Regions from separate parts of the Mus musculus genome. Here all the other regions are linked to region 7. A link is a contact called in public ChIA-PET and promoter capture Hi-C data. All regions are on one chromosome and are shown on one strand. The core of a region is the stretch at or near the end of the contact, and the rest is flanking DNA. Distances in the headings are between cores, read along the strand shown.

The links. Promoter capture Hi-C pulls out the DNA fragments that hold promoters and counts their contacts. ChIA-PET counts read pairs in DNA pulled down with a chosen protein or histone mark. Capture Hi-C pulls out chosen DNA fragments and counts their contacts.
Region 1: a contact with region 7 is called in an RNA polymerase II ChIA-PET map of memory CD8 T cells, with 30 read pairs. The contact joins the promoter of AI467606 here to the promoter of Tufm in region 7. A contact is called at or near these places in 2 of 39 promoter capture datasets (liver and pre-B cells), 2 of 484 Hi-C or Micro-C datasets (cortical neurons and embryonic stem cells) and 4 of 115 datasets of contacts at active chromatin or transcription factors (embryonic stem cells, large pre-B cells, memory CD8 T cells and 1 more).
Region 2: a promoter capture Hi-C map of liver shows a contact between it and region 7, with 4 times the contacts expected there. The contact joins the promoter of Zfp553 here to the promoter of Tufm in region 7. A contact is called at or near these places in 4 of 39 promoter capture datasets (cranial neural crest, hippocampal neurons, liver and 1 more), 2 of 484 Hi-C or Micro-C datasets (CD4 T cells and cortical neurons), 3 of 115 datasets of contacts at active chromatin or transcription factors (astrocytes, microglia and pro-B cells) and 1 of 9 other capture datasets (liver).
Region 3: a promoter capture Hi-C map of adipose tissue shows a contact between it and region 7, with 2.8 times the contacts expected there. The contact joins the promoter of Cd2bp2 here to the promoter of Tufm in region 7. A contact is called at or near these places in 6 of 39 promoter capture datasets (the C10 cell line, cranial neural crest, hippocampal neurons and 2 more), 8 of 484 Hi-C or Micro-C datasets (cortical neurons, embryonic stem cells, forebrain and 1 more), 5 of 115 datasets of contacts at active chromatin or transcription factors (bone marrow-derived macrophages, embryonic midbrain, extraembryonic endoderm stem cells and 2 more) and 3 of 9 other capture datasets (adipose tissue, liver and pancreatic islet).
Region 4: a promoter capture Hi-C map of liver shows a contact between it and region 7, with 2.6 times the contacts expected there. The contact joins the promoter of B130055M24Rik here to the promoter of Tufm in region 7. A contact is called at or near these places in 1 of 115 datasets of contacts at active chromatin or transcription factors (bone marrow-derived macrophages) and 1 of 9 other capture datasets (liver).
Region 5: a contact with region 7 is called in a promoter capture Hi-C map of embryonic stem cells. The contact joins the promoter of Maz here to the promoter of Tufm in region 7. A contact is called at or near these places in 6 of 39 promoter capture datasets (the C10 cell line, cranial neural crest, embryonic stem cells and 2 more), 9 of 484 Hi-C or Micro-C datasets (CD8 T cells, the G1E-ER4 cell line, the N1E-115 cell line and 2 more), 8 of 115 datasets of contacts at active chromatin or transcription factors (bone marrow-derived macrophages, craniofacial prominence, embryonic stem cells and 4 more) and 2 of 9 other capture datasets (adipose tissue and embryonic stem cells).
Region 6: a promoter capture Hi-C map of liver shows a contact between it and region 7, with 6 times the contacts expected there. The contact joins the promoter of Fbrs here to the promoter of Tufm in region 7. A contact is called at or near these places in 4 of 39 promoter capture datasets (the C10 cell line, hippocampal neurons, liver and 1 more), 1 of 484 Hi-C or Micro-C datasets (CD4 T cells), 6 of 115 datasets of contacts at active chromatin or transcription factors (bone marrow-derived macrophages, double positive thymocytes, embryonic hindbrain and 3 more) and 2 of 9 other capture datasets (adipose tissue and liver).

Annotation. Positions count from the first base shown.
Region 1 is chr7:127,089,596-127,093,383 of GRCm38.p6, forward strand. AI467606 (expressed sequence AI467606) reads left to right here and starts at 1,841. Exons shown (of 2, transcript NM_178901.3): 1 at 1,841-1,877; 2 at 2,574-3,788. The coding sequence starts at 2,660. The coding sequence ends at 3,337.
Region 2 is chr7:127,231,684-127,235,359 of GRCm38.p6, forward strand. Zfp553 (zinc finger protein 553) reads left to right here and starts at 1,378. Exons shown (of 2, transcript NM_146201.2): 1 at 1,378-1,803; 2 at 3,581-3,676. The coding sequence starts at 3,592. It overlaps Gm4532 (predicted gene 4532), which reads right to left and starts at 1,447. Exons shown (of 1, transcript NR_030674.1): 1 at 735-1,447. It also overlaps a transcript of Septin1 not described here.
Region 3 is chr7:127,194,461-127,198,083 of GRCm38.p6, forward strand. Cd2bp2 (CD2 cytoplasmic tail binding protein 2) reads right to left here and starts at 1,617. Exons shown (of 7, transcript NM_027353.4): 1 at 1,469-1,617; 2 at 901-1,001; 3 at 563-698; 4 at 284-441; 5 at 1-181. The coding sequence starts at 978. It overlaps Tbc1d10b (TBC1 domain family, member 10b), which reads right to left. Exons shown (of 9, transcript NM_144522.5): 9 at 2,999-3,623.
Region 4 is chr7:127,446,638-127,450,166 of GRCm38.p6, forward strand. B130055M24Rik (a long non-coding RNA gene) reads left to right here and starts at 1,753. Exons shown (of 2, transcript XR_869949.3): 1 at 1,753-2,934. Zfp689 (zinc finger protein 689) reads right to left here and starts at 2,521. Exons shown (of 3, transcript NM_175163.3): 1 at 2,017-2,521; 2 at 1,726-1,839. The coding sequence starts at 2,221.
Region 5 is chr7:127,024,557-127,028,170 of GRCm38.p6, forward strand. It overlaps Maz (MYC-associated zinc finger protein (purine-binding transcription factor)), which reads right to left and starts at 1,923. Exons shown (of 5, transcript NM_010772.1): 1 at 1,672-1,923; 2 at 748-1,598; 3 at 320-383; 4 at 1-59. The coding sequence starts at 1,863. It overlaps Kif22 (kinesin family member 22), which reads right to left. Exons shown (of 14, transcript NM_145588.1): 12 at 3,514-3,614; 13 at 3,375-3,434; 14 at 3,175-3,284. The coding sequence ends at 3,237.
Region 6 is chr7:127,477,134-127,480,740 of GRCm38.p6, forward strand. Fbrs (fibrosin) reads left to right here and starts at 1,825. Exons shown (of 18, transcript NM_010183.2): 1 at 1,825-2,512; 2 at 2,803-2,982. The coding sequence starts at 2,066.
Region 7 is chr7:126,484,774-126,488,652 of GRCm38.p6, forward strand. Tufm (Tu translation elongation factor, mitochondrial) reads left to right here and starts at 2,582. Exons shown (of 10, transcript NM_172745.3): 1 at 2,582-2,717; 2 at 2,815-3,009; 3 at 3,487-3,653; 4 at 3,877-3,879. The coding sequence starts at 2,675. Gm46001 (a long non-coding RNA gene) reads right to left here and starts at 1,741. Exons shown (of 3, transcript XR_001778288.1): 1 at 1,709-1,741; 2 at 1,387-1,558.

The DNA of each region.
Region 1 (3,788 bases), core at 591-3,090, 600 kb after region 7:
CGGATTCTGAGCAGGTGTACTGAGCAGGTGTACTGAGTAGGTGTACTGAGCAGGTGTACTGAGCAAGTGTACTGAGCAGGTGTACCGAGTAGGTGTACCGAGTAGATGTGCTGCCACAGCCCTATAACCCCAGCACCAGGAAGGTAGCCAGAAGACTGCCACAATTGGGAACCCACTGTAGTCTACGTAGAGCATTTTAAGCTAGAAATGATACATAGTGAAACCCTGTCTCAAAACAAATGAAAAACATGTATGTTGAAATGCTGGTGGTGAAGAATTGTGGCAAAATGCTTGCCTAGCATGAGCATGACCCATAAGCAAACAAACACCTCCGCCGCTGCCCCACCCCCCACCCTGGAAAAAAGAAAGAGAAGACAGAGGAGGGAACAAAGGCTGGGAGAAGGCTCAGTACAACACAACAGTGCTGATTGACAAACATGAGGGCCTGAGCTTAGACCTTAGCACACACTTCAAAACTATGGGCACCGCAAGCTCAGCTAAGTGCTCCTATTAGCTTAGCACTGGGGAAGGAAAGAGGGGGACAGGAGGAGAGGGGGAGAGGGTATAGGGGGAGAAGGGAGGAGGGGGACCGGGGGACAGGGAGAATGGGGAAGGGGAGAGGGAGAGGGAGTTCAGCAGTTAATTCGATGCTCTTGCAGAGCACCTAGGTTCAATTCCTAGCACTTACAAAGTGGCTCACAACTGTCTGTCAATCACTTCCAAGAGATCTGACATCCCCTTCTGGCCTCCTTGAACACGAGGCATGCTTGCGACCAAAATGCATACAGGTGAGCTAAACACACAAACACATAAAATAAAATAATAGGGTGGAAATCAATTAAGTAGACTCTGGTCTACACACACACACACACACACACACACACACGCAGACACTGCATGCACACCATGTAAAGGTATGATGGCCTAAACAACACCGGTAACAATTACTCTCATAGTGCTTACACCGTTAGGTATCAGAAGTAGTGGAGAGATGAGCCTGGGCACAGTGGCCTGGGACTGAAACCAACACTCAAAAGGCTTACGGGAGTGTGTATGTGTGTGTGTGGGGGGGGGGGGGGGATTCGGGGCCAACCTGGGCTACATCTTAAGTCCCTGTCTCAAACAAAACAAAAGTATGACACAGCTGGATGAAAAGGGTGCAGGGAGTAGACGGAAGGACAGGGACCCTCCAAGAAGCAGGCAGCAAGATACATCGCAGCGCTGTGGGAGCCCCTGAGCCGGTCTTTATAATCTTCCTCTCCCCTGGGTGAGCGAGCTGAGGTCTGGGCCTTGCCTGTAGGGTGAGAAGGTGAAGGCGCTGGGGTCTGGGCCTTGCCTGTAGGGTGAGAAGGTGAAGGCGCTGGGGTCTGGGCTTTGCCTGTTGGGTGAGATGGTGATCGCGCCTAGGCCTTGCCTATGGGGTGAGAAGGTGAAGGCGCTGGGGTCTGGGTCTTGCCTTTGGGGTGAGAAGGTGAAAGCGCTGGGGTCTGGGCCTTGCCTTTGGGGTGAGATGGTGAACGCGCTGGGGTCTGGGTCTTGCCTTTGGGGTGACAAGGTAAAGGCGCTGGGGTCTGGACCTTGCCTGTGGGGTGGGACTGACTGGAGCAAAGCAGCTGCTCATTCTGGCTCCACCTTACACAGGAAGTGGTTCTTCACCACACTGACCACATCCCCAGGTTGCCTTGGAAACACTCTGTGGGGGCAGGAAAAGTTGGGGCACAGTCGCCCAGCAACAGGTGGTAGCCTCCCTTCCGCCTTCTTCTGAGGCCAGCCCTCCAGGGCCTTTCAGATCGCTGCGCGCACACACACCCTCCCGGCATGCACTGGGAAGAAGGGCTCTGAAAACGGCGAAATCCAAGATTGAAGCAAGGTGACAGGTGAGGTGAGGGGTGCGGAAGCAACTGCAAATGGGGGACTGGTGGCAGAGATGTGGACAAATACCAACAAGGGAAGCAGACAGGCCAGTGATTGGGCAGAGCTGGGGAAGCTGGATAGGTGCCGGGCCACAGACCTGGTACAGCCAGATAGCACAACAGGGCCACCTCCAAGGAGAGCGGTTAGGTGGCTCAAAGAGTAGGTGCATATGGAAGGGAGGGGCCAGCAAGGGGTTTCTCTCTCATTCCAAGTCTCCTCACTTGAGACTGAGGCAAGACCTGAGAGCCCAGACCTTTGATCTGTCATCAGAGGTGGGGGGTGGGGCTGGAGGGGAAGTAAGGCCTGCGACTGTGCAGGGGAGCCTCAGCCAGCTCTGGCTTGTTCTCCGGCCTCTCCTGGTTTGCTCTTGACCTCTCTGGGACCCTTTGCTCCTCTCTAGTTTTGCCACCCATGCTCAATAAGCCAATTAGAAGAGCCGAATTAACAGTGGGTAGGGGTGGGGGTGGGAGCAGGAACGCAAGATGAGGGACAAAGAGATCCAGCACTCCCGACTCCCAATCTGTCTCTGAGGTTCTGAAGTAAAGTTACAGTTTAAAAAAAAGGCCAATGATGTGCAGTCCCAGTGACATGCAGTCTAAGCACTGTCTCATCCTGTGCCACGGTCAAGTTGTTAGAACCGTTGTTGAATCTCTTTCCAGGAAACGGGATATCCTCTGGTTGCTGTCCTTTCCTTCTCCCAGTGGAGACGTTCCTGACTGTTCTGAGTCCACACTGAGTCTCCCAGATGCCAGTGACGCCTCAGCAGCCCTCTGGGCACACGGAGGGGCTCCCTGAGCCTACAGCGGAGGCAGCAGTGTGGGTAGTAATCCCCTGTGGACCTTGTATTCCCATCATGCTGGGCCTGGCCTCTCTCACAGCCTTCTTCATCATAACTACTGCTGTACTGGCCGAACGCCTGTTCCGCCGCCCGCAACCAGACCCCAGCCAGCGTGCCCCCACCCTAGTCTGGCGCCCTGGAGGAGAACTGTGGATTGAGCCCACGAGCAGCGCCCGGGAGCGCTCTGAGGATTGGTACGGCTCCTCCATGCCTCTGCTGATGGACAGGGCTCCAGGTCCCCCAACACCCGGTGGCACCTTAGAGGGCAGAGCAACTGCTCCACCAGCCACTTCAGCCCCATACTCTTCCCTCAGTTCTCTAGTTCCTCAGACCCCACCAGAAGTCCCAGCCCAGAGCACCTTCTGGAGGCCTCAGACCCAAGAGGAGAGGCCCCATGACACAAGCCTGGTGAGCTGGGTTGGGTCTGAGCCCATGCCAGAGGCTGGCTTGCAGGTTGGGAGCCCCAGGCCTTGGAGGCCGAGGCAAGGGAGCCTGGAACCTGATTGGGGTCTCCAGCCTCGGGTCACCCTGGAGCAGATCTCAGCATTCTGGAAGAGGGAAGGCCGGACCAGCGTGGGCTTCTGAGTCTTCAGGACCTGTAAGACTAACTCCCACCTCAGAGGGACTACAGGGGTCAGCTCCAGCCTTAGGCCTGACCCTTGCGCTGGAAATTTTGTGTGGAAATTTCTGTCTTCTGCACCTGGCTGGTGGGCAGGCTAAGAGTGTGGACAGCCTGCACTCCAAGGCTTGCCTGAAGTTCAGCTTAGGTTAAAATGCCTAAGTCGTGACTCTGAGAATTGAAGGCAAGTCTAGCTGGCTACAGGCCAGAAGGCTTCAAGATGGCACGTCAGGGTACAAACTTACCTAAGACAGCCTATCCTGTATGGGATGCTGACCATCAGCCCAGAGCTGGTAGTTATGAGTGTCAGTCATGTGGTCTGGAGATGGCAAGAATCTTGCTCTCCAGAGCCACAAACCCTATCTGTGCCTGGCCACTCTCTCCCACCACTGTGAGGCCCTCCAGGAAAACACAGAG
Region 2 (3,676 bases), core at 128-2,627, 750 kb after region 7:
TTCCAAAAAGTTACAGCCATCTTGCAAGCCTACATTTGTCTCAAAAGATCACTGTAACCACCTGTTGTTATGAACGCCTTGTAACTGTTCTGCTCTGTAACTCCACCTATTTGCCTGCCAAATCCCCAGTTTGGACCCCCCCAACCCCCTCGAGCTATAAAACCCTTATTTTTCCCTAGTTCAATACTGACCTTTGAATCCATCTTAGGGGCAGGCATCTCGTGTAGAAGAGTAACAAAGCTTGCTTTAATTGGGCATGATAATTTGGGTCAGTGGTCTTTCTCCTCCCTGCTTTGGGATTAACAGGACCAACCAATTTTTTTTTTTAAGTTAGTTAGAATTTTTAAAATTTGGGGGGCACATTGCACCAGTGCATGTGGAGGTCACAGGACAACGTGCACTCTCCTTTCCACCACACAGGTTCCCTGGAGAGAACTCAGGTTGTCAAGCTTGCGGACAATCCCCTTTTCCCACTGAGGCATGCCACTGGCCCAGTTCTCCACGCCTTGTATGATTTTTTTTAAAAAAACTGACCGCACTCTAGCCGGGCGTGGTGGCGCACGCCTTTAATCCCAGCACTCGGGAGGCAGAGGCAGGTGGATTTCTGAGTTTGAGGCCAGCCTGGTCTACAAAGTGAGTTCCAGGACAGCCAGGGCTATACAGAGAAACCCGGTCTCGAAAAAACAAAACAAAAAACCCCACAAAAACTGACCGCACTCAAGGGACAGACGATGCATGGTTTAACTTTATCTCTAACTTCTGCTTTATTGACAAATCTAATATAATACAAATAACATTATGTACTGCTAAAACATAACGAATTAATAAAAACCCCGTTAGCACTCGCTTTAGTGGCAGGACGGAAGCCTCTGGGTACTCACCTCTATAAAGGAAAACCTGCCTACAACATAAGATGCCGGGGTTATGCTTCTAGGGCCTGGATCCTTTGGAACGTGACTCCAGCAAGATGGAGGCAGGGTTTATTCTTCAGTCCCTCCCTGGGCTTGGCCTTTGCAAAGCCTTTCTTTGTTTTTCTACCTTTGTCTCCGCCTGTCGTCCTTTGTTCTGTCTCCCGCCCGTTTCTCTCCAGGCTCTCCGCCTCTTAGGGCCCCTGATTCCATTAGGGTGACTTGACGGTTCTTATCTGTTTCTACATCTCTTTGTCTCTGGTACCCAGTCTCTAGGTCCTGTCCCCGAGCATCGTCTCTCGCCGACAGTGCCCCGACTCGTGACTCTCAGGCTAGAACTTGGCAGGCTCCAGCTCGACCTGCCTGCCCCGGCCCAGCCCCCACTCCGAGCTGGGCTTTGTTTCCCCCGCCTCGGCGCCCCGCCCCGCCCGCCGGCTCTCTGTTTCCCTTTGTCTGCCACTCCATTCCTGGGCTCCTTCCTGGTTGTCCCGCGCGGGCAGTCCGGCTCCGCCGTGCCAGCTGTCCATCCGAGGAGGCACGCCGCTAGCGCCGCAGGGCACGGCTAGAACTGGTCCACGCCGCCGCCGCCGCCGCCGAGCCCGCGGCTCCTCCGGGTCCTAGAGCAGCTCGCCGAGGCCCGTGCTTCCGCTTCCCGTCCCGCCCAGCGGCGCCCGGGACGTGGGCCGAGCCCCCTCCTGGCGTGGCGTGGAGCCCGTACCCGTGCGGCTGGCTGCTGGGTTCCTGTTGTACCGAGGGGAACGGGGCGGCAGGTGCCCTCGGACTCACCGGGGCCGCGTCCCGGTCGTGGGCCGACGGTGCAGCGCGCTGCACAGCCCTGGGGCGCCGAGCTTCGCGGTACAGAGGACTTGAAAGCGGCTGAGAGCCATCGGTACAGGTGAGGGCGGCGGTCCGCATCGCACAGGAAGGTAATGGATGCTTGGGGACCCAGGGCCCAGGAAAGTCGGACGTGGGCGAAGGGGCAGCAAAATCCGAAGGGAAGAAGCCAACACCTACTGTGTGCCAGGCCGTGAGGGGCATCCTCCCTAACGCTCTCCCCTCCCCCTTCACTCAGCCCTACTGCAGGCCTCCAGGCTCAATTGTAATCTCTGGTGCTCTTTCTCTGCATGCGTTCTGCTGTAAATCCAGCTCTAATACTGGCTGCCTTCTCAAAACCTTCCCTGGCTTTCTTATTTTTATTAATTTAAAAGCTCTAGTGTTAAGTACAGACCTTGCGTGCTCAGAGTAGTCTCAGTATCCTTTTCCAAATAACCGCGTTCCTTTCCGTTGTTTTTGCTGCAGAGTAATGCCGGTCCTTGACTTATCTCTTGCCTCTTGTGGCAGCAGGTTTATTCCGAACCCGCAGTTACAATCATTGCTACTTTGTTTTTTCTCTCCTACACCCCATATCTGTTTATCTGTAGGGAAGTAAGTTTATACAAGATCGTAGAAGTTACCAGGATAGAGCCAATGGAGTGGAGAATTCAGATCCAGTCTGGGCAGTACAGTAAGACAGTCTCAAAAACTGGAGGAAAAAAAAGAAAAAAAAAAAACCCACAGAAATTCGATCAAAAGACCATATACTAGGTTTTCTAAATTGAAATACTGTAATATAACACAGGCTTGAGTAGATAGTTAGAAACTCGGCCCAGGGTAGGGTTTCCTCCAAGTAGGAAACACTTCTCTCAAACCCGATGGCATTCAGTGCTGGGATGATTTATGGGACCGCAGAGAGGGGCTTGGAAAGTTTTCTACTAACTTTCTTTCTTTCTTTTTTTTGGGGGGGGGGGTTCCTGTGTAGCCCTGGCTATCCTGGAACTCACTCTGTAGACTAGGCTGTCCTCGAACTCAGAAATCCCCCTGCCTCTGCCTCCCAAGTGCTGGGATTAAAGGCTTGCACCACCACACCGGGCTTCTACTAACTTTCATGTGGTGGTGGCACATGCCTTTAATCCTAGCACTCAGAAGTCAGAGGAATGATAGAGACACCTCCGTGAGTTTCAGGTCATCCTGGTCTAAAGAGTGCGCTCCAAGACAGACTCACTGCACAAAGAAACCCTGCTTTGAAAACAAAAGAAAGAAAAAAAATTGCTTTAATTCTCTTTGTTTCCATGGGGGTAAACCAAAGAGACTAATATTACCAATAGGATTGTGAAAGTCTTGTATTGTTAGAAGGCCCCTGTATTGTTTAGTTTAGTGATCATTGATTAAATGCATAGCAAGCAGGGGTAATGGTGCACTTACTATCCCAGGACTTGGGAGGCTAAGAACACTTTGTTTTGAGACAAGTTGTTACTTATGTAGCTGACCTTGAAGTCAGATCCACTTGCCTCTGCCTTCCCAGCTTGTGTTTAAAAGCATGTGCCACCATGCCCATCAGGGCTGAAAGTTCAAGGCCAGCCTGGGCAAGTTATCAAAACCCCTGTCTCAGCTAAGGATTGCGGCACAGTAGTACTTATAATTAGTGAGAGGCAGATAATTAGTGCTCCCTAAGTTCAGTAGAGAGGGAGAACATTCAGAGATTGTGCCTCATTAAAGATGTTTTACTGGGAGAGTTACCGGGGGTTACCCCCAGGGGTAGAGGCCCTGGGTTCCATTCCGGGAGCCATAAAAGGAAAGATGAGGTTGAGCCAAAGGGTGAGATTTATAATTCTGTTTTCTTTCTCTAATTGTAGGGACTGAGACTATGGAGGCTTCTCCGGGGGATGAGTTTGAACACTCACCACAAGAGAGGGATGGCCCAGAGATCAAGGAAGAGGAACAGTTAGCCC
Region 3 (3,623 bases), core at 367-2,866, 710 kb after region 7:
CTTTGCCTCCTCCTCGGGCCCCCAGCCGCCTAAGGGCCCCAGCCACTGTCTCTCTTGGCAACAACAACTCCAAAAGTCCCTCCAGGAGTGCTTGGGCGCTCATTGGAGTCTGACCCAGGCTGTCTTCCTCCTCCGAGTCTGAAACCTGGTGCTTATCAGGGGGCCGTTCCTTGATCCTCACCTACAAGGAAAAGATAATTAGAATTTCTTACAAACTTCCACCAGGGCCCAGGCCCTGCACCTGCACTCCCAGGCCTCAGCCAGAATAGTCCCTGGGCCACACCCAGTCAATGTTGTCCAGCCAGCTGTCTCGGATCTGCGCATCCTGGTTCAGGAAGTAGTTGCCATCAGCATCAAAGTGGCCTTCCTCCATCTCTTCCTGCAGGTTGAAGGGTGTGATCCTCACACCGCCCTCACTAGGGAGAGTAGCTGCTTCCTGACCTGCACCGAAGACATTGGGGGTGGGGCATGCTAGACACGCAAAAGGGAAGCAGGCACACCTCCCACCTCCATCCTGAAGGCTTGTCCCCCCAACTCAGTTAACGCTTCGGACATAGCTCACCTTCTACATCCTCTGAGGCCAGGATATCATATTTGCTGGACCCTTCCTCATCATCATCCTCTTCATCACTGTCTAAAGAGTGCTTGCCTTTGAAGCGGCTCCCAGGACCACCTGCTGCAGCCACAGGGTCCACCAGCTGTGAGGAGGCCGAAGCAAATGAGAAATGCAGCCAACTGGGTAGTTCCCCAGATACTCCAGGATCTGTACACAAATCTTTCCAAACCCAGTGCGCCGGGGAAAACTAACACTTCCTTGGCTTCCCGGCTTTCCTCCCATCAGATTTCTCCTTCTTCTTTCCTCTCAGTCCTCCACGGAAATTCGAAATCTGGCCATCTCACCTTCTTTTTGGGCACACTGATTTCATCTTCACCATCCTCATCTCCAACACCCTGAAAAGTCACTTTCCTCTTTGGCATGATTGGCTGTGGATTTCCTCCAGCTGGACCTCGGAAAAAGATATGTAGTGAGGAAGTGAGGTAAGGAGAGAGGACCGCGGGGGAGTGCAGGGGCCACCAACATTTTTCCTGGTAAATGTGAGCGAGGACAGATCGCTAAAGCATCTGAGAGAACTAGCAGGCACGACGTCCGGGGTTGGTTGGGCAATTCTGAGGCCCGGAGGAGAGGCGATGGGAAGGATCTCCGCCCCCGCGTGGACCCTGCGGGTATTCCCACCCGGGGATGGGGAGTCAGGTTCCCCTACGTCACCACTCCCCTACCAGTCCGGAGCTACCGAACTCAACCACCTCTCCCACCCGAGTGCTCACAGAGGCCGGTCGGACCCAAGAGCTGGAGCTGCCTAGATCCCCGAATACCACGTAGCGACCTGCTCGGCCATGTCCTTGGCGTACAAACTAAAGGCGAAGCAAACCCGCGGGGATTCAAACAATCTTACCCGCCGGTGCTCACCTAGGAACCCAGGGTCAGGCGGGGAAGAAAAGGAAAGATGCTTTCGCCGGTATTACATCCGGGGCACCCGCCTTCATCACCCGGAAAAAAACCGTGGAGACCGGCATAGGACCCGGAAGTGGCTTCACTTCTATTCAAAAAGGGCGGATGCATACCATTAGCCAAGGCCGACTCGCGGCAGGAAGTGACGCAAGACCTGCAAAGACTCGCGTGAACTACGTCCTTGCCTCACGGGACTTGAGGATGGCGGGAAATGTTTTATTATTCCTCTACGATGGAGGCTACAGTGAGGATAAGGACGTGGTGTGCTAAGAGGTTCCCAAGGCCTGGATGGAGAGGCACAGGCCGAACAGAGGCTTCGGGCTTCCGTTTGCATGTATGGATAGGGTTCTGTACGCCTAGTGGCCTTCAGTAGACACCCGGGCTTCCGATCTTAACGCAGTCCCAACACTCGGGAAATTGAAACAGGATTGATTGTCGCGAGATTGACGACAGTCTGGGATACAACATGAGACCGTCTATTTTTAAAGAAAGTCTTGCTCTTCTCTCTGAGTCCTGCTTCTGATTATAAGCGCTCGGGCACCTTCCAAACCAAGCCCTTTTAGAACCCAGGAGTCATTTGCACCATGTCTATTCTCCCACTTAATTCCTAGTTTCTGTAGCGGGACAACCATCACAGGAGGTGCCACTGGCTTCCGTCCGTGGCCTGTAACCAGGCAGAAGCCCATCAGTTACACGAAGCCTACCTCATCCCTTAGCAAACTGCCAAAGGGCTGGGATCCAGCTCCTGCAAAGCTGGGGCCAGGTGAGATCTTCCCCAATAGTGAGGTTTAGATCTGGAGCTCTGGGGAACAACTCAAACCTCAACGCCTCCACCCCCGTCCCCACCCTCGGCTAAATAGCTCCGGTGATCCTACTAGAGTTGGAAGAGGGCAGCCAGATGGACCACGCCTTTCTCCTCCAGGGTTTTCTCCCATTGTGAATCATGAAACTTCACTTCTGTGGGTACAGAACACAAGTTCTAGACCAGGAGGGCATCTTGCTACAGACAGGACCCTGAAGAAAGCAGCTCTCAGCACTGCTGGTTCATCCGGAGGGGGTTTTCTCTACCTGGAGACCACACACCCTGATCCCCTTTCTGCTGAGAAGTGCCAAGTGGAGCTTTACGGCCACAGAAGCCCACACCTTTATCATCCTGACCCGGAGTAGAGGGTGTGTGGCAAAGATCTAGCCACAGAAAACAAGAGCTGCGCAGTTTGGTTGTGTGTACCTGCTGGGATGAACCCCAGGCAGTTAGTCTACCCTAGACGCCCAGGGAACTGCACCAAGCTGCTGACCAAGAACCCAGCCCAATCTAAAGATGGTGGTTTTGCACACACTCTCAGGCCCCTCCTTCAGCTTCCAGGGGGCTGAAGCCATTGGAAAGGCGATCCCAGTCCTGCAAGCTGTGCAGAGGATCCCAGGAGGCCAGTGAGAGTGGGAGCAGCAGAATCCAGGCAAAGCTGAGGAGGAAGGAGCTGGACCACTATGTTTGTTGATGAGAGATGAAGTGAGCGTTTACTGTGACTCCTTTTGGGGGTCGAATACTATTCACAGAGGTTGCCTAAGACTATCAGAAAACAGAGACGTACATTATGATTCATAGCAGTAGTATACTGTTATTAAGTAATAATGAAAATAATTTTATGGTTGGAGTCACCACAATATAAAGAACTGTATTAAAGGGTCACAGCATTAGGAAGATTGAGAACCAGTGGTCCAGATGTTCCTGCCAAGACCTGCAGACTGAACCTATGGAAAGTCAGACTTTGTGCCTGCCTCCCCCACTCCCCTTACTCTACAGCACTCTTCAAATAACAAGGCGGGAGACAGATATAACAGCAGGTTCATTTTCCGGTTCCTCAAAGCGCCACAAAACTGCCACTGAGGTGGGACCAAGACAGAAGAGAATGTAAACATTGGGTTCCACCCCTGGACTCAAGGGAAGACCCTTATTCAGAGAGGGGCTTGATGGCTAGAAAGGAACAAAATCGAAGACAGACTTTGTGACTGCAGCAGAGAGGCCTGAGCATACAAAGCAAGTGAGTTAGGAGAGAGCAGGGCACGGGTGGGAAGGAGACGGAGGACACTTCCTAGCATATCCTCTTAAATAAAC
Region 4 (3,529 bases), core at 503-3,002, 960 kb after region 7:
CAGGATCAGCACACAGCAGCTGTGGTCCATGAAGGGGCCAAGGCTCCTGTTGGCAGCTGAAGTTGACTATGTGTAAGTGTCCCCAGATGTTCTAGTTTTGAAGGCATAAAGGGTCATGGAGAGCAATGAGGCTTGGCACTGTGACTGGAAAGCCCAGACCATTGGTAAACTCACAGCCTCAGTTAAAGTACAAACCTCAGGACTGAAGGGGGGTCATGGAGATAAATTAAGGCCTGGCACCACGTGGCAGGCTCAGTGTCTCTAAAGAGATCCCAAGAAAGGCTCCCGGTGTACCCAGAACTCCGGTGTTTTGGAGAGAGCATTGGCACAGATGACCACTCACAGCAGCTTTAGAGCTTTGTGAGCTGGCTGTGTGTGCAGTGGATGTCAGACGAGTGCCACTGCCAAGCCCTCTGGAGCCTAGAGGAGCAGAGTCTCAGAAGGCTGGCACTGAGCGTCACACGTAGACTTTGGGTTTGATTTTACTGTAACTGTGCACTGGTTATTACTTCTTGGAATAAACAAGTATGTAACTTTTTTTTAATAGGAACCCATAGTTAATTTTAGAGAGGTTTTGGATATGATAGAGAAACTTTGAAAGAGACTAGGTATTTTAAGGAGAGTCTGAATTGAGTGTTTGAATTGAGATCTTGGAATGAACAAAAAACAAAGGTTATGGTTAAAAGGGATGGGTTTGTGTGTCATGCTAACAAGGGGTCAATTGTGCTGACTTGTTTTATGCCAACCTGATCCAAGCTAGAGTGATTTGGGAAGAGGGAACCTCAACGGAGAAAAATGTCCTCACCAGATTGGCCTGTGGTACATCCTTTTCTTTTTTTTTTTGGTTTTTCGAGACAGGGTTTCTCTGTATAGCCCTGGCTGTCCTGGAACTCACTTTGTAGACCAGGCTGGCCTTGAACTCAGAAATCCACCTGCCTCTGCCTCCTGAGTGCTGGGATTAAAGGTGTGTGCCACCATGCCCAGCGTGGTACATTTTCTTAATTAGTGATTGATTAAGGTTGACATGGGAGGGCCCAGCCCACTGTGGGTGGTGCTATCCCTAGGCAGATGTTCCTGAGTGTGTAAGAAAGTAGGAGAGCAAGCAGGAGGCAGCCTTCCTTGTGGCTTTCTGCTTCAGTTCCTGCCTTGATGTTCCTGCCCTGCCCTGCTTTGATGATGGATGTTTACATGAAAATATCAATGAAATAAACCCTCTTCTCCCCAAGCCACTTTTGTTCATGGTGTTTATCACAGCATAGAAACCTCTGACCAAGACAACTCCCAAATATGCAGCTGTTGGTCTAGGAGCACTTTGAGAGAGTTGTAAAAAAAAAAAACAAAAAAACCTTGGACTGTATTTCATCCAGTAGTTCACAAGCCTAGATGAACATTCCAATCAATGGGGCTTTTTCTTTTTTAAAGTCAAGAGTGAACCAGGGGCTAGAGAGAGATGTCTCAGTGGTTAAGGACTCTTTCTAGTCTTCCCAGGACCGATGGGAATTGGAGAAGTTCAATGGAAGCTAAGTCCCGGATCCTGGAAAGCAGTAGTTATCTTTTTCAAAGCTCAGTAATTCACTTATGTCAATGAAGTACCGTTTGTAGTTCGTATGCCCACAGTACAAGCAACCTGGTTAACTCTCATCAGACGACAAATTTAGATTGGGTCGACAGTTTAGGGCATTACTCAGGAAGGCAGTATGGTTTTCGTGGGTATTTTTCACTCACTTCTCTGGAATGTTACCCATCTCCGGTACTCCTGCGGATCTAGGGCTGCTGGTTCCCAGTCATCGGTATTTCGTTCCAACCAGGAGATGAGAGCTGGTTTGGGACCTGCGCATCCTGGGGAAGGAGAACCAGTCAGAGAGCTGGCCCGAAGAAAGGATGCTAAAAAATAAACGCCAACCCCTAACAAGCCGATCGCAGGTCAGGACCCTAGGCTCCCTGCCCCCACTCTACCCCGCCCTCAAGCTCCATCATCCCTTAGGCCCCGCGTAAGCAGATTGGGCCGGGCCTCACCGAGCGCGCCCAGGAGGCCGTAGGTCTCGCGCATCACATCCCGGTACAGAGTCCTCTGAGCGGGCTGCAGACACCCCCACTCCTCCGAGGAGAAGTACACGGCCACGTCCACGAACTTCAAGGCCCTTGGCCTCCTGCCCCTTTTCCGAGTAGGTCCAGCCTCTCCGACTGCCCGCAGGAGAAGCGGAGCCGAAGGTGGCGCCATCGGACCTGCTCCCCGGCCTTGCCACGGGGACCCGGAGACCTAGAAGCTCCGTCGGGAAGGCCCGGAGGAAATCTGAATCGGCTGCCTGAGGGGCCGGGCGGCCCGACACAGACCGTTATTCAGGGAACTCCCGCTGGAACTTGGGTGAGAGGCACCGGAAGATGCCTTCGGGGAAGATGGCGGCGCTGCTCCTGCACCACCGCTGCCTAGAACACAGGCAGGTTCCAGCTATCGATTTTATTGACCCGAACGCCATGCCGACTTCTTAACCTCCTTGCCCTAAAGTGTAATGGCGCTGCGAGATGGCTTCTTGCCTACTTTCCTCCTATCTATTGCATTCGTTTATTGGTTGGTAGCTGAAGATCGGGCGTTCTGATTGGTCATCAATGAAGGCGGCCCATTTGAATGAAGCCAACGGATTCTTAAGGGCAAGAAGGTGGATCCTGTGTCTCTAAGCCGGTTGTGAGAAGTCTTATGAATGGGAGGCTTTTCTTGTGTTCTCCAACGCTTGTTTGCCCTACTTGGAGAAGACGTTTCTACAGGTCTTCCAAAGGGAAAGTCACACAGTGACAACATGGATTTTTGAACAGCTACATCCTACGATCATAAAGGTGTCACAGCCAGGAATTCTGAAAAGTACTAGATGAGAAGGGAGCGGTGGTAAGGATCTGGTGCACAAAAGGCGCGTCTGGTAAAATTGAATGACTAGAATGGTAAGTTGACTGGTCTTGTACCTTGGGCAGCTCCTAAGTAGTCTATAGAAGTGAATGGCCTACCTGAGTACCAAGGAAGTTCGCTTGTTTAGAGGTGAGACCAATAGCTTTGGGCTTACCCTTTCTTTGTACAGTGGAATGCACATTTAGGCTACCAGGGGGAACAAAAGACAGATGGCTAGTTGATCCTTTCATTTATAATGAAGCAGGGAAATCACCCCTGTACCGTTGCTTTCCGAAATAGTGCAGCTGTGTCAACGTGTGTCAGGAGTGCATGGGCAACATAGACCCTGTTTTTAAATGAAGAGTGTATAGCCCAGTGGCAGGCATTTGCCTAGCATGCATGGGGCCCAAAGTTCTATAAAAGTATTTTTAAAATAGATACCCAGGACTGGGTATGAAGCCGAACCTATTGCTCCTTTCTGAATAATTATCAGGTAAGGAAGACTGCACAGAGGGTAAATAGGATTCGCACATCTAGAGGCCACACAGAGAGGCTGTGCCTTCGCTGCTGAGAGCCAGCCAAGCACCTGGACTATTCGAGTAGATGGTGTCTGAAACTTTATGTCTAGAGTCCTGGACTCCCCCCTCCATA
Region 5 (3,614 bases), core at 673-3,172, 540 kb after region 7:
TCGTGTCGGACTGTGTGCGCTCGGAGGCGATCCTTCGTAGCAAAAGCTGCCTCACATTTCTGGGGGAGGGTGTGGGGTCACAGGAGAGTTAAAGCTTCGGGGAGTAGAGAGAAGGGAGCAAGATAAGGGGATCAGAGTCTCGGGGGTCTTTGATCTGTAGGAAATGGGCGTGAGATGACCAGGCCTTGAAGGAGAAATGTGAAAATGGAGTGAAGAGGCAAAAAGAGAGAGAAAAAGGGGGTCTGAGAGGCTGAACCCACACAGCTACAATGAGGATCAAAATCATGAAAACCAGGACAGGAGGAAGCTGGCTTCCTACCTCACATTTGAAGGGCCGCTCTGTTGAGTGCACTTGTCTGACGTGACTGTTGAGGTGATCCGGCCTAGGGATATGTTGAGGTGGGAGGGGGTGTGTGTTAGGGCTTAGGCTCCAAGGTAAGGTGTGCCTCAAATCTACCTAGGTTCCTCCAAAATGCCTCTGCAAAGGTCCCAGCGTTTCCCCCTCAGCTTCAGTCCTCAGGCAGGAAAGCCCTCAAACCAAGATTCCTCTTCTGCCCAGAGGCTGCTTTCCTTCAGCCCAGAGACCCACCTCTTCTAAAGTACCACCCCCTGTTCCTAGCAACTTCCCTCCTCCCTGGGAGTGGTTCCTGTCCCCAGGAACGGGAGCCGCCTCCCCACCAGCCAAAGACAGGCCACCTTGTTGCCCTCCCCCCCACCGGCCTAGTGGGCAGCGAGGCCCCTGCACACCGGGAGAAGCTCTTGCCACAGTGGGAGCAGTTGTAGGGCTTGTGCACAGCGCCGTCATGTGAGCGCACGTGGTAACTCATGCGGTCCTTGCGCTTGAAGCGCTGCTGGCACACAGGGCACTGGTAGGGCTTCTCGTCCGAATGCGACAGCTTATGTCGGTTCAGGTGGTAGACGTCGCGGAAGGCCTTGCCGCACATCTCGCAGGCGTGATTCTTCCGGATGCGCTTCCCAGAGGCAGTCGTGGTCACAACGCCACCGGCCGCCACCGCGGCTGTGCCGCCGCCAGCCCCGGCTTCTCCCCCACCCCCGCTGGCCCCGCTCAGCTGGGGGACACTCAAGAGGCTCAGGGGCACCATGGTGGGCATCTTCATAGCACCCGAAGGGACCCGGCCAGCCTTGGCTCCCGTGTGGATGGCTTCGTGCCTTCGGAGGTTGTAGCCGTTCTTGAACTCCTTGGCGCACAGGGCGCAAATGTAGGGCCCCTTGCTCTTTGTCTTCTTCTCCAAGACAGATGCAACTGGGGCCACGGCGACCGTCGAGGTTGGGGCGACGACAGCGGTGGCAGCCGCTGCTGCGATAGTGGCGGCCGCGGCGGGGGGCGCGGCCTCGGCGGCTGGTGCGGAGACGGCAGGGGGTGGCGGAGGAGGCGCCGGAGGCTGCTTCAGGGCCGCTGTGTCCACTGTGGAGGCGGCGGCAGGGGCCGGGGGTGCAGTAACCACTGCAGCGGCAGCCGCCGCAGCAGCCGCCGCCGCCGCGGCTGATTCCTGCGCGGCGGCGAGAACCGGGAGCAAGTCCACTTGGAGGGGCTCGGCCGCCGGGGCCTGGGGCGTGGGTGGGGGCGCCGGCGCGGCCTGCGGAGACAAGGCGCCGTGTGGGCCGCGGTCGCTGGTCGGCGCCTGCCCGCCCGGCCCGGCCCCTACTCACCTGGAATGGACTCTGGGCGCAGCCCTGGGAGGCAAAGAAGCGGGACTGGAGCTCAGCCCCGACCTGCAGGGGGTTCTGGGCGTGACCCTGAGGTGGCGGGAAGGAGTTCATGAGGCCGCCCACCCCCCGGGAGTCCAGGCCCAGCACGGGGAAGGGGGGGGCCAGCAGCGTGCAAGGGAACACGGGGAACATGGCCTCGGCCACAGTGGGGGCCCCCGGAGCTCAGCGGGAGCCGGGGGCACGGGCCGCGCGGGGCCCGGGCTCGGGGCGCCGCCCCCGGCCGGCCGGGTTGGGCCGAGCCGAACGCATGGCCCGAGGGCCGCCCCGCCGCCCGCGCACCCCGGCCGGCGGGAGGGAGGGAAGGAGGGCGTCTTGTGGGGCGCGGAGCGCGGCGGCGGCGGCGACGCCCCCTGGGTGGGGGCGAGAGGCCCCGCGGGGCCGAGGGCCGGGGCCGGGGGCGGGGGGCCCGGGCGGCGGCGGCGGCGGTGGTGGCGGCGGTTGGAGCCTGGCGGGGCGGGGTGGGGGGAGCGAGGGAGCAGCTTCGGCCCCCGCCGCGCGCGCGCGCCCAGCCGGCGCCTCGGGGAGGGCGGGGGAGGGCGCGAGGGAGGGAGGGGGACAGCTGCGCGCGCACCGGGCGCGCGGAGGGGGTGTGGGACAGGAGGGAGGGCGGGCAGGAGGGGGTGTGGGAGGGGGGGCAGGGGCGGGGGGGGCGGGGGTTGTTACCTGGAAGATGAAGCTGCTCCAGTTGCTGGGATCCATGGCGGAGGGAGGAGGGAGGTGGCTCGCGCTCACCCTGGGGCGGGAGGAGGCAGCTGTGGGGGAGGGGGACCCAAGGAGGAGGCGCGCAAGGAGGGAGGGGGGAGGAGGGTGGGGGAGCGGCGCACACTGCGCGCCGGAGGGCGGGCGGGGGGCGCGAGGACACACAAGAGGCTGGAGCGGGCGCGAGCGCGAGTGCGCGCGGGGCCAGCGGGAGGGGGAGGGACAGGAGGGACTCTAGAGGGCGGAGGGACTGGGGAGCCACCCAGCAGCCCCGGTCGCCCCGAGCGCGAGACCCCCAAGACGGTTGCTGATTGGCTGGCGATGGTGCAGGTGGTGGGCGCGCGGGAGACTAGGCGGCTTCTCTTCCCCCACTTGAACGATTCCACCCCCCACTTCCCTCCGCCAGCGGCCGTTATTTCGCGCGCACGCGCACATAACAGGGACGTCGTTGCTGAGCGGGAGAGTGGGGAGCGCGCCGAGGGAGTTACAGCGGGGCGGGGCTAGCTTGGAGCGCGTGCCCGCTTAACGGTCGGTCGCTGTGCTTAAGCTTTCGCGTCAGCTTTTTGATTCTTCTAGGCCACCGTCCCCTCCCCATTCCAGTGGTTTATTTACAATCTTGGCCTAGTTTGGGGGTTTCCCAAAGATGGCGCCTACATGGGTGTCCTGCAGAGCTTGATCCTGACCCCCAGGGTAGTTATGGACTCTGACCCCAGCCCTGTCATCCTCAAAAACCAGGCTCAACCATGGAATAAAAACTGTATTTACACAACACGTCACTATACAAGGATTTTTAAAAGAAGGTAGTGTCAAGAGGGACCGCTGTGCTGGCTGGCGGCCAAGCTCAAGAGATTCGCCTGTAAAGAAGAGGAACGTGCGTTAGCATAGCAGCCTAAGGTGGGCTGCGGTGGGGGAACACCATGCAGAAAGGGCAAAGGTGGCCTTACCTTCAGGAAAGACTCCACCTGCTTCCCAGAGATGCCTTCCACCTGTTCCAAGTCCTCCACCTAGTGGGACAGCAACACTAGGAAGGGAGTGGACACAGCACGGGGACCCCCCCACTGCACCTGTCCCCAGGGTTGTTACCTCACTGAAGGGGCCGTGGAGCTCCCTCCAGCCCACGATGAGCTGGGCTTTCTTCTGGCCAATGCGCTGCAGGCTGCGCAGTTCCCGAGCTGAGCCTTCAT
Region 6 (3,607 bases), core at 575-3,074, 990 kb after region 7:
GCTGCCATCGCCAACTTAGGACAATCTATCATAGAGAGTCGACCGGCACAAAGTCTGTTAGGGAATTTATCACTATTTTATATCGACAAGAAAACAAGGGTTGTCAAGGAAATGTCCACATTAAAAGAACAGCCAGGGCCAGTGAGATGGCTCCACTGAAAAAGCGCTTGGTACATACATAAGCTTAGTAACCAGAGTTTGATCCCCAAAACCCATGAACATGTTGAAGACTCTACAAAGTTGTCCTCTCGTCTCAACATACATCTAATGGCACTCGCACCCTCACATACATCATGCCCACACACTAATGATACATTAAACAATCAGATCAGAGTGGTACAACCTAAGTGCTGCAGTTGGTGGCACAGTGGCCAGGACCTTCACTCTGGAGCTAGAATCCTGGCAGTTTGTATACAGATACCTTTGGTAAAATGGATCGGAGAGCAAATATTTACCTCGGAACTCATTACCAAGTGAATTAATGTGAGAGAGTACTTCGCACTGGAGTGCAAAGTGTTTATTATTGTTGAGCACAGGAAGGGACGGCCACTGGGAGCTTGGTCTCCGCCCCACCTCTGACTCTCGCGGATCGTGCTTGGGTTTTCTGAGACGCCACGGTAGACAGATCCGCCCAAAGACGGGCAGAAGGCATTAGCGCCATGCGCTTGCGCGAAATACCAACAGGCAAAAAGGCAGCCACTACACACCAGAAAAGCGCACCTAGGACAGCCTAACGCCTACCAGTGGCCTGCTGCCTACCACTCCAGGCACCACCTCCCAGTGCCTCGCACTGTCTCTCAGTAGATGGCCAATAAACAGAGAGCAGGAAGAGGCGGGTGGCCTAAGGAACTGCTCCAAACACCTACTTCGGACCAGTCCAGTCACAAGACCTGGGGAGGGCGGGGCTAACCTGACAACCCAATCCCACATTTGAAGGCTGTTACGTCCGGCACTCCGGCGACTTTGACTCCGCCCTTTGCATTGACGTTTACTTGCCAACCTATAAACGACTGAGCCTCGGAGGGAGGGGGAAGGAGGCGGAGAGAGGAAGGAGGCGTTGGCTGAGGAGGAAGAGGGAGGAGGGGCAGGGAAGTTCTGGTGGAGAAGAGCCGTAGACGCCGAAGAAGACAACAGGAGGATACGGCGGAGTTCCTCACTGTCCAGTGGCCTTTCCGGATCCTTCTAGCTACAAGCCGGTTAGGAACGGAGGAAAGGAGGAAGAGTCTTTTATGTCGGAGGACAGAGAGAGAAGCTCTATCCGTCACCGTTGCCTCACATCCGGGACTTTGGACGGCAGGCTCCGCCCCCTTGCACCTTTCAAGGCTACGGGAGGCGGAGACCTCGTTAAATCTCCTTAAAGGGGTGGGTACCGAACTCGGCCGACTCCAACGCCAGTCTTAAAGGGGACAGCAGAAGCTGACAAACAACTCCTGCTGGAAGAATTGGGGCAAGTGGAGTTTTCCTACCTCCTGCCCCACGCAAGAAGTTCATTAAATTCATCTTAAAGGGGAAGTGACAGCCTGTGAAGGGCTAGAAACTTAGCTACGCTCTCTAAAAAGGGACGACTCGCTGTTTGAAGGCCTCTGGACTCTTTAAAGGGGTGGCCTCTTTCAGCCGGAGGACTTGAGACACTTTTAAAGGGGAAGTCGTGCTTTCCGCCCCTTTTAAAGGGGTGGTCCTTCCTCTTCCTCTGGGAGACTTGCCTCGACCCCTGGCACGGGGCCGCCACCGCACTAGACCAGCCGGACACGGTGGAGTCGTCTTAAAGGGGCCGGGGGCTGGACAATTTGAGGCCTCGCCTTAAAGGGACGGCCGCCCAGTTTTAGTCGTCGCGGCCCCGCCAGCCCTACAGGGGGGGCCTTCAGGCTTGTCGCCCCGGGGGCGGCGCCGGCTCTCTGGGCCTTGGCCTTGGGGCAAGCCAGAGGCCAGCGGATCCTGTTTTAAAGAGGAAGCCGGAGCTCTCCCGTCCCTGTGCAAGCGCCAGCGCCGCGCTCGCGACCCGGGGCCTGTGGACAGGCCGCTTCGGGCCCCGCCGCCTCCGGATGCGGCGCTGAGGGCCGTCACCATGGAGACGGCCGCGGCCCCAGGCCCGGGCTGGGCAGCTGAAGGGGAGCGGCGACGGAGACGCTGCTCGCGGCGAGACCGTGATCGGGAGCAGCGGCGCCGCCGAGGTCCAGGCGGTGACGCGCCCCGGGCCTTGTTGGCCGCCCCGCGAGGCTCTTCATCCTCCTCGTCACCGCCGCCGCCCGCCCGTCCCTGGTCGTCAGCTTCATCTGGAGAGCGGCCTGGGGGCCTACGACGGCGGCGGCCCCGACCCAGGCCTCGACCCCCGAGACCGCGAGCTCGGAAGCGGCCTGCCGGTTCGGGCAGCCGCGGAGAGGAAGAGGACGAGGAGGAAGAGGGGGGCGCAGACGACGGAGAAGCCGAGGAGGAGCCTGAGGAGGAGGAAGAGGAGGAAGACCTGATCGATGGTTTTGCCATCGCTAGCTTTGCCAGCCTTGAGGCCTTGCAGGTGTGCCCTAATGGGATTTGGGGGTCTTTGGGAGGTGGGTCAGAAGGGCAGAGAGAAGGGTATAGCCCTTACAGAGGATGGGGTTGAGGGGGCAGTGGTGACACCCCAAACCAGAGCAACCGGCTCCTCTTGCCGGGTTTCTGCCCCACCCTGGGGTGGGAGGAGGTAGAGCTAGTGTCTGGGGACTACCTAGGTTCCCCTGCTTGAGAGGCACTTGAGTAACTTGGTCACCCTTAGAGAGTTAAGGAGCTTTTCTTTCTCCAACCACATTTCCACCACCTCTTCTACAGAAGGATGCATCTCTTCAGCCCCCAGAACGACTGGAACATCGGCTGAAGCATTCTGGGAAACGGAAGAGGGGGGGCTCCAGTGGGGCCACTGGGGAACCAGGGGACAGCTCAGACCGTGAGCCTGGCCGACCCTCTGGGGATAGGCCCCGTAAATGGCCCAATAAGCGAAGAAGGAAAGAGGTGAGCATGTCCCAGATTCCAGTCCTTCCAATTTGTTCAGTCGGAATATATCATTCCTGTAGACTGACTTCCCACGAGCATCACAACTGCCGATCCCAGCAGTAATCCTAGTGTCTAGGAGCACAGGGGAAGGCAGAACAAATTGGACAGCAGCCCCATCTCCAATCCAGGTCTGAAGGACCTAACTAGAGTCAAACTCACTTGCTTTTGCTTGTGCTATGTATACTACTAACAAGCTGATAATTCAAGAGATACATCAAAGACAGCTGAATTATAAATAAGAGATGTCCTGTCCTTTCCTCTAGCTGGTGGCAGCCTAAGGGGAAAGAAACAGCCAAAAAGCAAGCACCTAGACTAGCTTGAGCAGCTGTGTAAGGCAGTGATCTGGGAGAGATCTAGGCAAAGTGCTACAGAAACCCACATGAGGAAGCCACTCATTCTGTCTGGGGGATGGGCAGAGGGTTGCGGTTAGGGAAAGCCCCCTAGAACGTCTTGGGCCCCAGTGTAGTCAGAAGTTTGCTGAGGAAAGAAGTGAGGAAAAGTTGTTTTGAATACAGTTTTAAGATTTGAGAACCTAGAGTATTAGGAAAATAGTAAGCTGGTTGGTAGCGGAGGTGGAAGTAAA
Region 7 (3,879 bases), core at 1,332-3,831:
AGTCCAAAGTCAAAGTCTTGCCTGAAGCCCACTTCTTTGTTCTAGCCCCCAATCAGATTCCTGCCAAGTTTCTAGAAGCAGCCCCAAAAGCTCTCCACAATTGGCCCAGCACCAAATTGCTCTAAGTCTATAGCAAAATCAATGCAAACCCAGGTCTAGAGTTCTATTTAGTATTAAAGCTGCAGATATAAGACTCAGGCAATCTGAGACACTGACAAACCAGACTCTGTTTTGTGTGTTCCTTCCTTGCATCTTTTTTAGTTGTTTGGGTTTTTGTTTTGTTTTGTTTTTCAAAAGAGGGTTTCTCTGTGTAGCCCTGGCTGTCCTGGAACTCACTCTGTAGACCAGGCTGGCCTCGAACTCAGAAATCCGCCTGCCTCTGCCTCCCAAGTGCTGGGATTAAAGGCGTGCGCCATGACTACCCAGTTTCCTTGGAATTTTTTTGAGGCAGGGTCTCATATTCTAAACTGGTCTTTGCTTTACAAGATATGGAGGATGGGCTGGAGAGATGGCTCAGAGGTTAAGAGCACTGACTGCTCTTCCAGAGGTCCTGAGTTCAATTCCAGCAACCACATGGTGGCTCATAACCATCTGTAATGGAATCCAATGCACTCTTCTGGTGTGTGTCTGAAGACAGCTACAGTGGACTCATATAAATAAAAATAGATAAATTAAAAAAAAAACCCAAGAGGTGGAGGATGACCTTGAACCTTGACCCCGAGTGCTGGGATTCCATGCTGCCCCCACGCTGGGTTTAAACCTAGTCCTGGAAGTGTCTAGCCTCTGTACAGTCTTATCTAGGCCTAGTGCCTTCAACCTCTGAGGCTTACTTACTGATGAATAAACTCACCTCTTCATAGCTCTCTCTGAAGTCTGGCTGGCTAGTTCAACTTAACAGTTCTGGCTCAGACTCCTCATCAAGCTGACTGATTCACTCTGGCTTTTCTCAGTTTCTCCTGAATTGTTCTGCTTGGCCTCAAACTAACACTCTGGCAATCTGTTCTGGACTTCTGGCTCCTTCTCACTCTCTGGCTCCTTCTGTCTTCACTGTGTCTAGCTTGGTCTCTTTCTACAACCTGCTCCCTGTAAAACTGCCTCATTTCTTCTCTCCCCCCCCTTTTTTTTTTTGGTTTTGGTTTTTGGTTTTTTTCGAGGCAGGGTTTCTCTGTGTAGCCCTGGCTGTCCTGGAACTCACTTTGTAGACCAGGGTGGCCTCGAACTCAGAAATCCTCCTGCCTCTGCCTCCCAAGTGCTAGGATTAAAAAGGCCTGTGCCACCACTGCCCAGCCTGGATTCGTTAGATAAAAAAAAAAAAAAAAAAATCACAAAGACTGAGGGGAGTCTAGCACAAGATTCCAGTAACACTCTATTGTCCTTTATCTTTACCTTTTCAGAGTTTCAATCTGTGCTCAGGCCTTAGGACTGGACTTCCTGCTGCAGTGTCTTAAGTGCTGGGGTCACAAGTGTGTACCTGTATCTCCTTCCACTTGATTTTTAGAAGAGATGTGATGTAGCTTGCTTGTGCCTAGACATCTCTCTAGGGATGGAATGAGGGAATCTACAGCATTTGGAAAAGATACTGTCAATTAAGCTGATAGGGTAAATTTCAGAAAGAAAGACAGAGTTAAGAAGCTTCTATTATTTGTGAGAGTTGAAGAAGCTGTGCGAAAAGATGAATGTGACAGTTAAAAGTCATTACTATACTTACACTTATTCATTAGGGGGCTGGAGAGATGGCTCTGTGGTTTAGAGCACTGACTGCTCTCCCAAAGGTCCTGAGTTCAAATCCCAGCAACCACATGGTGGCTCACAACCATCCGTAATGAGATCTGATGTCCTCTTCTGGTGTGTCTGAAGACAGCTACAGTGTACTTACATAGAATAAATAAATCTTAAAAAAAAACAAAAACAAAAACCACTTATTCATTAGGGAACAAACATTTGCTGGGTATACAAAAGATTCAACTAACAGTAAAAAAAAAACTTCCTTTAATCCCAGCACTGAGACAGGAGATTTCTCTAGAGCTGGAAGACCAGCCTGGTCTACATAGGCCAGCCAAGGAGACCCTGTCTCGGAAGGTAGTGGGGAAGAAGGAAGAAAAAGGAAAGAAAACTGCTTGTCAAGCGTCCAAAGGACTATTGGGGGAGGAGGGTTTGACTTCAAAATGTTAGAAAGCACAGGATCCCTGCAAGAGATATGGGGGCAGTTATTTAATGGCCAAGGACTGGAACTCCCGGGACTCCATCCCTGACTCTCGTTAATTTTGCCTCTTACAGGCTGGGAGATCTTCTCTCTGGACCGAACCCAGGCGAAGCTAAAGCCTGTCACAAACTGACCCAAGCCCGCTGCCCTGGAAACCACAACACCCATAAGCCTTCGGGGGCGCTCGTGCATTATGGGGCGCTCCGCATTTTCCTCCTAAAGCGGCCCCCTCAGGCTGAACTGTGGAAATTCCCCATCGTCCCCCGCGAGACACCAGAAACCCCCTCTTCCGCTCCATGCCCGGATATCAGTGGCCGTGGCCATAGAAACTGTCTGCTAGAGGCTCCTAAACTCGCTGTCCGGACCCTCATTTCCGCCGGAAGTGATCTGCAGTCCCAAGTGCCCGTCCTTCCCTGCACGCGCGGGCCCCGGGTGCCTAGTTCCCGGTCCCGGTCACCGAGTACTACCACAATGGCGGCAGCCACTCTATTGCGAGCGACGCCCCGCTTCAGCGGTGAGGGGGCGGGTTGGACGCAGGCAGCCCGGAGTTGCGAGGGGCGCGGAGGGTAGCTGGGTTCGGATCCCTGACTCCCAAGTGCCTTTCCCCGCAGGTCTCTGCGCCAGCCCGACCCCATTTCTGCAAGGTCGGCTGCGGCCGCTGAAGGCTCCCGCATCACCCTTCTTGTGTCGCGGCCTAGCTGTGGAGGCCAAGAAGACTTATGTACGCGACAAGCCCCATGTGAATGTGGGTACCATCGGACATGTGGACCATGGCAAGACCACCCTGACTGCAGCCATCACGAAAAGTGAGTAGGGTTGGGTTGGGTTGGAGGCGTCGGGCAATGTCCTGTCAGCTGGAAGAGTCAGAACTAGAGCGTAGGGTGGGTGTCTTGTAGTCCGCTGAACTTTAGCATGGCTCCAAGAGACACTTGGGACGAAGGCTGGTGGGAAGATGCAGGAGACAGGTTTCCCTGTACAGGAAGAGCTCTGTGAGGCATAAAATGAAAACTGTGAATGGTTTCCATCCAGTGTAGAGTGGTCTGTAAAGAGATGCTGTCAGCGAAGAATTGGAAGCGTCTGTGATGAGCACACACCTTAGGAAATTCTCTCACTGTCTTACAAAGTTATCTTTCCTAGAATTACATTTGAGATTTCCTAGAATTGAGATTTAACAGAGATTTATCCTTCCAGATTGTTTCTGTATGAGGGGTTCAGGCGTGTGCCCCGAGCCTTGTCTGTAGCTCTGACCCTGAGTTGAGAGGTGTGTTCTCTTCCTCCGGTAGTTCTAGCCGAGGGAGGTGGAGCTAAGTTCAAGAAGTACGAGGAGATAGACAATGCCCCAGAGGAGCGAGCTCGGGGCATCACCATCAATGCAGCCCATGTGGAGTATAGCACTGCTGCCCGACACTATGCCCACACAGACTGTCCTGGTCATGCAGATTATGTTAAGGTGAGGGTTGCTGGGGACAGCCAGCACCTGCTTCCGTTCAGTGGAGGTGTGAGGGGGGGAGGTTATAAAATAGTGGCGGTGTTTGAATATAAGAACAAGGATTTGTGGCTGTGGGTGGTGAAGACATGGCAGAGAGATGGAGATCTTCACAGCTACTTCTCATTAGAGGATGCATGTTGAAGAGGTCCCTGAACTAAGCTGACCTTCTTCCTCTTCCACCCAGAAT